Regions from separate parts of the Columba livia genome. Here region 2 is linked to region 1. The links are chromatin contacts, called in public Hi-C maps. All regions are on one chromosome and are shown on one strand. The core of a region is the stretch at or near the end of the contact, and the rest is flanking DNA. Distances in the headings are between cores, read along the strand shown. Region 1 overlaps LOC135576479 (a long non-coding RNA gene). Region 2 overlaps POC1B (POC1 centriolar protein B).

What was found. Hi-C and Micro-C count contacts between places; a contact is called where the count stands out from the background.
Region 2: a Hi-C map of liver shows a contact between it and region 1, with 5 times the contacts expected there. The contact joins two enhancer-like sites. A contact is called at or near these places in 2 of 2 Hi-C or Micro-C datasets (crop and liver).

Annotation. Positions count from the first base shown.
Region 1 is chr1:164,030,302-164,034,578 of bColLiv1.pat.W.v2, forward strand. The region is part of intron 1 of LOC135576479 (a long non-coding RNA gene); the gene reads left to right. It overlaps LOC135576478 (a long non-coding RNA gene), which reads right to left. Exons shown (of 4, transcript XR_010468243.1): 4 at 1-2,536. Among named protein-coding and RNA genes, the nearest start is that of DUSP6, 120 kb to the right of the region's middle. Within about 2 kb of position 2,165, at least 3 of the 3 cell types and tissues checked have an H3K27ac peak away from gene starts, as active enhancers do.
Region 2 is chr1:164,217,697-164,221,973 of bColLiv1.pat.W.v2, forward strand. The region is part of intron 11 of POC1B (POC1 centriolar protein B); the gene reads right to left. Among named protein-coding and RNA genes, the nearest start is that of GALNT4, 29 kb to the right of the region's middle. Within about 2 kb of position 2,230, at least 1 of the 3 cell types and tissues checked has an H3K27ac peak away from gene starts, as active enhancers do.

The sequences.
Region 1 (4,277 bases), core at 915-3,414:
GTGACTAACAGAGAAGGGAAATCATGCATAATGAGATACAGCTAAATATAAATATCTACCTTACTTCAAACAAAAAAGAGGAGTGGAAAGGAAGGGAATGAAATTCTCTGTGACATATATTTTTAGACAGATTCATGAAAAAGTCATTTTTGGAATGGTTTTGATTACTCATTTTAGTCTTTCAGAACTTCAAGTACATTGTTACAAGCTGTCTCCATCTGTCAAATCTTTCTTAAGTGATGCAGAGAACTACGCAGACAGAAGAAAGAAATAGCAGATTTTCCTTAAAAACCTGCAGACTGAAAGCTAACTATTTTAAAAGCTATAGTTGTGGAGGATTTTTTTGTTTGTTTATTTTTTGTTTATTTGTTGGGGGGGTTGTTTTTTGTTTGTTTGTTTTGTTTTGTTTTTTGGTTTTTGGGTTTTTTTTGTCAGATGCTGCTAGTAAATTTTCATACATCCAGACCACAGAAAGAGAAACGTCCCTAGAGAAGCTTTACATTATAGACAAACCACCTCCTCAGTATTTGCATGCCCTGCTTAACTAGCTCATGTTTGCTAAAAGCCAGTAGTCTTGGACTGATTTACAAAAGTAAAACTGCTTTAAAGATGAAGGCAGAGGTAGTTACTGGATCATTCCTGGATGGAAAAGACAAATGTGTGAAATGTTTCCTTATCATTACTGCATCTTTGAGTGTCTTTAAAAAAAGACTAACCAACCAAACAAACAAAAAACAAACAAAAAACCCCAACCAACCAAACCAACCAACCAAACAAAAGACCCCCTATCAATAAAGTAGAAAATTAGAAATACTTTTCTAAGCTTTATTGAATTTTCTGGCAATATCTGCTTTCAAGTCTTCTACCCTCATATTGATTTCTGACAGTGTGCATATGTAAGAGCTGTGTGCACACCTCTGCATGAGTCAGTCAACAAGAGAAAGGAATAACAGCCATGGTGGGAACCCTGCCTCCCACCTCCATGCCTCGGCACGAGCTGCTGAATGCATTTGCAGATTGCTGTTATGTCTCATAGCATAACAAAATAAGCTCCAAGAGCAGAAACAATCAAACGCCCCTCAGCAAGCCACTGCTAAGAAGTGCTTTTGCATTCTTTGATTAGCAGCCACAATATTAGTAGAAAAACAGCCTCTAAAAATAAGTGGGTGAGGTCACGTTACAGAGGTGTTTAACTGGAATCTGAAAATGTGAAACATCCGGTACAAGGCTATCACTGTTGCCTACTGATGGGGAGATACTTCCTTTTCCTTTTCTTTTATTTTCTTTTTTTTTTTTCTTGTTTTGAGGTCACATATGCAACTTTGTATTCTGTATTGCCCTGCCTGAACAATAACTGCAAGAAATGTAAGCAGTTGTTCCTGATCCATTCAGCAACTTCGCTGCTCCAGCACTGACTATGTAAACAATTTTTTCAACCACATAAAGCTCAGTGGATTTCTTACTGAGAGCATCTATTCATTCAAAGAAAATAGTATGAATATCAATGGAAAAATCTAGGTAATTCTAACAAGAAAGAATGTCAAATCTCTTCTGCTGAGACCTGGTACTCTTAAGTGATTTAGTGCCCCTCAACATTCACTGAAATCCGATATTCAGCAAATGGCAAGTAAAGGTTTCTAAATGATAGATTACATGGAAAATAACAGACAGGATGTCAAATCCTGAAAGACAAGTGATTTCTATTTTTTGTTATCAAGGTGTTTTCCATGAAAGTCTTTTTCATATAGCAAAATTAATATCCATTTGCTGTGTCTTCCTCCATCTCAACAAATAACTTTGAAACTGCTGCAATTACTTGGCTGCATTTAAACCATTTGATAAGCAGCCTTTTTTTTATATACCGATATACAATTTATATGACTGAAATGTGCCTTTAACACAAATCAGAAGTGAAGGGATCAAATAAATCTCTGGTATAATTACAGGGCTTTCAAATGAGCTGCAGTAAGATGAATTTGACTCGAGGCTGTATATTTAGCCTGGAAACAACCAGCCTGGGCATCTCAAATCGGACAGACCCGGCACACGTGCAAATGCTGCAGCTGCCAACGTGATGCAGATGCTAATAATTCAGCAGCTTTGTACCCTGTGATTATGCATGTGCTGTGTAGCGGTTCAGATTAAAGAGTTAAACAAAATTCTTCTCCCTCCCCTCTTGGCGGAAAGATAATTCAAACCCATCTGATATTCGCAGACAGTTGGACGGCAGCTGAGGTTTCATTAGGAATCCCACGTATGGCCAGAAGCAACATACACCTCGGTGTTTCCGGGAGCCGCAGGCAGCCAGAACAGATGGTAGAAATCATCATCCCCAGACAGTCATCAGGGGAACCTCAGGCCACATGCTTGAATTTTTCTCAATGAACCGCATACAAGGCAGGCATTTGATCCATGTGACGGCAGCTGCTGGGTCCTGGGGGAGCGGGAGGCGGCGGAGTGGAGGAAGGCTCTCGCAGGTTATTAACAGGTCATGCTGTGACATTAGCAGTCCGGAAACATCGCCTCTCCCAGGGGGCTAAAACAAAAGCAAGGGAGAGGTTCCTCGTAATTCACACACAGTTCAGTGCTTACAGATTACAGCACATAATCTGCTTGGCAACAGCACAGCACGCAGAGACACTCTGCTATCTGATTTCCCTCTTTCTTCTAGCTGTTTCCATTAGAAATGTCAGAAGGAATCCTTGATGCAGTAAATGTCCTATGCAAATCTTGAGAGAAGAAGAGCCCAGCTTCCCTGCAATTTTCAGAATGAGACACAGAGGCAACCCTCATGGTGATGGCTGAGCTCCCTCGTTCAGATGTCCCCAGTCTTTTTGTTCCGTTCATGACATCCGAGACACTGCTTTACTCATTGATCATTACCGCCTGTCTGAATCACCATGCCCCTTCTGTAAGCAGAGAGACTTGCTGCAACTCTCTGCCTCATTAGAAAGAAAATTTCCTTGGTGATATTTTGGAGGTAACAAGGCATTTGGAGGAAGAATCTTAAAATACTGCATTTGACAATGTGAATGGTTTTAAAAATCATTACCCCAGCCCTACAACAGACTACATCTTCACTCTCATCCCAGCCCTCCTGTGCATAGCCAGCCATGCACACCAGTCTGCAGATGGAAAGTCTCCAAACCCCCTGACTGCTTTAGACATTCTCTGTCCAGTGCTGGCAGGTCAGGGCGATGGTAGTTGGCCAAGTACTCCAAATTACATCCTGTAGAGCACAGTAATATAAATACGTATACGTGGGGGTTTCTGTGTACAGAAATAAACGGGTGATGGTGTGTGTGTGTTTGTAAATACAAATATCATCACTTCATACCCGGAAGCTACTTCCTTTCTGATTGCTTACACATTCTAAATATAAAATGGAGTTTATCAGGATTTGAAGCAGAAAGATTCTGCAAATAAATATGCCTTAAGGTTTTTGTTATGTTGAGTGAAGCTCTTCACCAACCACATTTCTCTATAGAAAAATTGGGTTATCTATCTCCTTTGCAGCACTTTTTTCCTCCCTTGCACAGCAGACAGACCTCACCCACATTCCTGGTCTTCATTCTTTTCTACTGTGCTGGATGCTGTATTTCCCACTCTGTTTCTTGCCTATCCAACCAAGGTAGCTCCTGGGTAGGTAGATCTCAGCTGATGCTTGTCAGCTTTTCCAACAAAATTCCGTGCTCACCAGATCATTGCTTACAGCAAATCCTAAGTCCTATCCTAAGAATCCTTTCCAGTACATCTGTTGTGTTGTACTGTGAAACTGAGAGTGTGAACTGCTCAGTGTCTGATACATTGGGGTTTTCCAGGATCTACTGTATGTGAACTTCACAGATTGCCTGACCAAGCAGCAGAAACCTGAATCTCCCATACAAACACTGACCATTTCTCTGGGAATTCTAGGAGCCACAAAAACTGGCTAGGCAGAGAGAGAAGTGAAGATGTACTTTGTACTGTAAATTGGTTACAGCACTCAGCAGTCAAATTGGCCTATTAATCCCCTTTGGAAACATTTACTCATGCCTGCAATAGGGGCTGAAAACCTGGAACCTGAAATTACTTTGCCACTTTGTTAAAGATTAGCTATCCAAAATGAGCAAGGCTGTCGATCTTCTTATATTGGTGGTCCTAAGAAGAAGTCAGATTCAAACCGTTCAGCAGCTCTGGGAATCCTGCAGGCATCCCAAGATGTCCCCCTTGCACTGTTATCTTGGATCCCCAGCATCTTTTGGAAACTGGCAGTGCCCCAAAACTTTTTCTAGAAG
Region 2 (4,277 bases), core at 980-3,479, 190 kb after region 1:
TGAGCTGCTTTGTTTGTACACACCACACTTTCGGAAGGCCCCAAGCTGGGCATCAGAACAGTCCATCTCTGCGGCCTCATGGTTGTTCCAGGTGGATGAGGTGCAGCCTTTGGGAGGAATGGGAGACTTTCCTTCCCTAAGAGCAGCTGAACCTGTTTAGCTGCAGAGCTGTGGGGAGAAGGCAGCTCATCCTCTTCCCCCAGTCCCACACACTGTACCTGCGTAGCATGTAAAGAGTAGAAAGGTCTGTCTGGAGTGTCCTGTAAGCCAAGATGACACTAAAAATTGCTTGTCTAAAAACAAGATTGGACAGAGAAAGATTAATTTGCAAAGACACTAGAGTGGAGTTTACAAATTTTTATTTTACCACACTGAACACTTTGAGCTCCTCTATTTATATTAATAGAATTTATTCTATGTTTTTATAAGATCTAGCATAAGAGATTCAGAGCCTGTTTGAGAGCTCTTGCTATGCTCATCGACAGAAAAGGTGTAAACAGTTTTATGCCAAAACTTTGGAGGAAGACTATTCCCTATTTCGTTTGGAGTTCAGATCACAGAGTTGGCAGTTTATTCAAATATGCATTTGCTGGTTATCAGAAGAATAGCAGCACATGAAAAAAAAATCTACAGCTACTCAGGGAGTGGCCTTTCTTATTTCTGTCTCTGGGAGCAAGGAAGGTAAGGAAATGGGAAAGGCTGGGAACTGTCAATTTTTATCAAAGCCCTTCTACTGGTGGGACCACTCCTAAATGCAGAATTCAGTTTAATTGGCAACTGAGTTTTGGACAAGAAACACAAACAGGACAATTTTATCTTTTTCTTAGAGGACAATGATTCCAGTCTTCCTTTCAAAGGGATAGCACGAGAACGTTCCTTCAGTGGAGAAAAATGTATTAATATCACGCAATGATCAGAGTTTAAAGTGAAGGGCTGAATGTCTGAGGCCTCAAGGAAGTCTGATATCCACGAACCACAGAAAACTGTTGTGCTTTTGGCTGAACTATAACAAAAAACAAGGGCAACTACTGTGCACAGTGAGGTGCCATATAAGTTTTGCTCTACTGGCTGTTCACTTCTGAACTGGACTTGGGCCCCAGAGCAAATGATCTATGTATAAAATTCCTCTTCTTTCCTTTCTTCCCTTTCCCCTCCCCTTAACCTCACTGAAGATAGTTGATATTTATTTCCATGTAAGACTGGAGACGAAAAGATGCAAATCAGAATAAATTTGAAGTTGTATGTTAAGGAAAATATGCAGTGTTTTTAGCTTTTAAGATAAAATTTCTTTTGTCATCTTCTTCTACAGCAATCTGGAGTTGTGCTAAGCCATGCAAGGAAGAGACATTATTCCAAGGTCTTTTCAAATGAAATTCCTGTGACGAAGAACAGTTGTTTAAGCCTTCAGATGTACACAGATGGAATAACTAGATGCAAATTCTGGATTCATAATTGCTGTCTTTGCAAAATATATCGGTTGTTTTCTGGGTTGGGGATTTTTTTTTGTTATACTCAAAATAAAGGCAGAAAAAAAAAAGTCAAAGACATCTAAACCCTGACATACATAGTGCAGAAGCAACATGTATAGGATAAATTGAGAGTACAGATACTTAAATTTTTTGCATCACAACACCTACTACAAATGCAGTTTATACGCTGACTTACTCAGAGGGATAGAAGTTGCACGTACTTTTATTTGCTTTCACTTTTTACAAGTGTGGGGGGTGGAATTTATTTGGTCACTTTATTTTAAAACATAGGATGTTTCTTTTGCCTCAAAGAGGATCAATTCTTATCTTTCCCTTTCCAATAATTAACTTAGTCTTAACTTCGTAGAAATCGTACTGTAAATGAACAATAAACTTGTCTTGTTTTCACTGTTAACTAGCACTGGAAAAGAACAGCAAACATCTCCCAGCCAGTGCAGACATTCTGACTTCCAGATTACAGTACATTGCTTTGCTTCTTCCAAATCCTGTTTACATGAGCAAGGTCATGGGATGGAACATTAGAGAGCCTGTACAGCGATTTCCTGCTGCTATCAGTAAAAACTACCAAGACATCATCAACTTTCTCTTGTTCCCAACATCTTATCAGGGACCAGAGATTACTGATGTATTGCCTTACAGACTTAAAAAACTCAACCTCCCTAAAAACTGTAAGTAAAATCAGAGGATGAAACAAGAGGAAATAGTCCCAAAGGAAAACAAGATTTCCAGTTTCTCCTTTTCAAGAGCCCAAAAAACAAAGGCAACATTAAGCAGCTTGATGCTCTGAGAAGGGGTGGGAGAGAGACAGTAATGTATTTGGGGTCTTCAATGAGATAGAAAGGAGAAACAGCCACTCCACCCCCAAACCCTGACCCCAATTCAGTGAACATTTCCAGAGTGTAAAAGGCTAGAACACGCCTCACTTTTAATAACTGCAACATATGAAGGCTCTTACCATTGTAGAAGTCAGGGCATTACACAAATACCAGTTAGTTAAGCATATATAGCTTGTGTTCATACTGGTTTCAGTAACACACAGGAGAACTGAATAAATGAATCATCAAATTCAAAGCTATTTTTCTGACAGTAATAATACACAGACAGGAATTCTTAAAGTTTTTGTAATTATAGTTCAAAAGAAAGCAGCTCCATACTGAAGATTACACTGAAGTTTTTCCACTGACACAATGATCATATTCCCTTCACTAAGTTTACAACGGAAGTTGCATCAGTGTGAATCTTTGATGAAACCAGGTTTTTCTCTATGTTCAAAAAGAACTGGCTTTACAGCTTTAAGACAGAACACACGCTGAAAAGATAAATTATTAAACTCTCTGAATTCTAAACATGCTAAGTGTTTTCTAGCAAAATCCCTATGAGAACTTCCATATCTCCATATCTTGGCTTAGTCTTTGAAGCAAGAAAAAATGCCTACTTATGTAGGTTTTAAAAATTTAATTACTTTTATTAAGTGTGGAAGTTATGGATTGTTGGCTTTGATGAAGCAACAAATTAAAATTCCTTGAAAAGAAGAGGAGGAGTGGAAGGAAAAGAAAATACCAGTATTTCCTCATATAGATACAGCTCAAAATAAAAATGAATTGCTAAGAAAATATCTAAAAATATATTTTGAATTCCCAATAAAGAATCAACAGTGTTAAATTTTCAAACATTTCTTTTTCAAACCTCCTCCAGGCAGACTGTTGTCAAGAATAGATACAAAGTGATACATCGCTGAACCTTAATTATCTGGAGTTTTGTGTCCTGTTCCAGGCTCCTCAATACAAGAGAGACATTGACATCCTGGAGCAAGTCCAGCAGAGGGTGAGCAAGATGGTGAGGGGGCTAGAACACATGATATACTAGAAGAGGCAGAGAAACAGATTTGTTCAGCCTTAAAATGGAAGGATACAGGGAGATCTTGCTGTCATCTCAAGTATCTAGTGAGTGGACAGAGAGAAGATAGAGCCAGACACTTATTAGGGGACCACTGTGATAGGACTAGAGGCAACACACATGGTAGAACATAGGAAATTCTAGCTATATTTTATATAAAAAGAAAAATTCACCAGTTAAACACCAGAGCAAGCTGCCCAGAAAGGTGGTAGAATCTGCACCCTTACACATATTAACAAATGAAGTGGAGCTGATCCAAGTGGGCCTTGCTTTACAGGGAAGATTAGATGAAATTACTCCAGACATCTCTCCCTACCTATACTGCTCTATCATTTTTATTAACAACGCTTTACAGAAGAAAAGGAATACCTTTTTGCACTGCCACAAAGCATATTATGTTCCAATAGCTGAAGAAAAGATTCTCAGAGAGAATCTTTCTCCTACTTTCTGGAGTAGCTTAAGATCTATGGGAGTTCTCCCGCTTATCATTAGGAATTTTGATAGCCTTTCAACAAAACATTATGAGGTTTTGTATAGACTTCCAATCTCCCTGAAGATCTTCCAGGGGTGGGGGGGGTGGCGCTTCAGGGAACTCATCACTGATCCTACAAAGGCTTCAAAGTCGTTACTTACACCAGTCTTTAAACACTTGAGATGGTGATCCAAGACAGGCTGTGCCACTCTTCTTCAGTGGAAAAAAAAAAAATCAAAGCACATATGTTGATTAGCTACTTCCAGAGGCCCAGGGACTTGACAAAGTGATTTGTAAATAACCCTTAGGGCCTTGTTGTGTTACATGCATGACAGATAAAGACGCTGAACAAGAAACCTAAAAGATATGTAAACGCAGAGTGCATTTTTCTCTCCACACATATCAGAAGGGCAGAACTG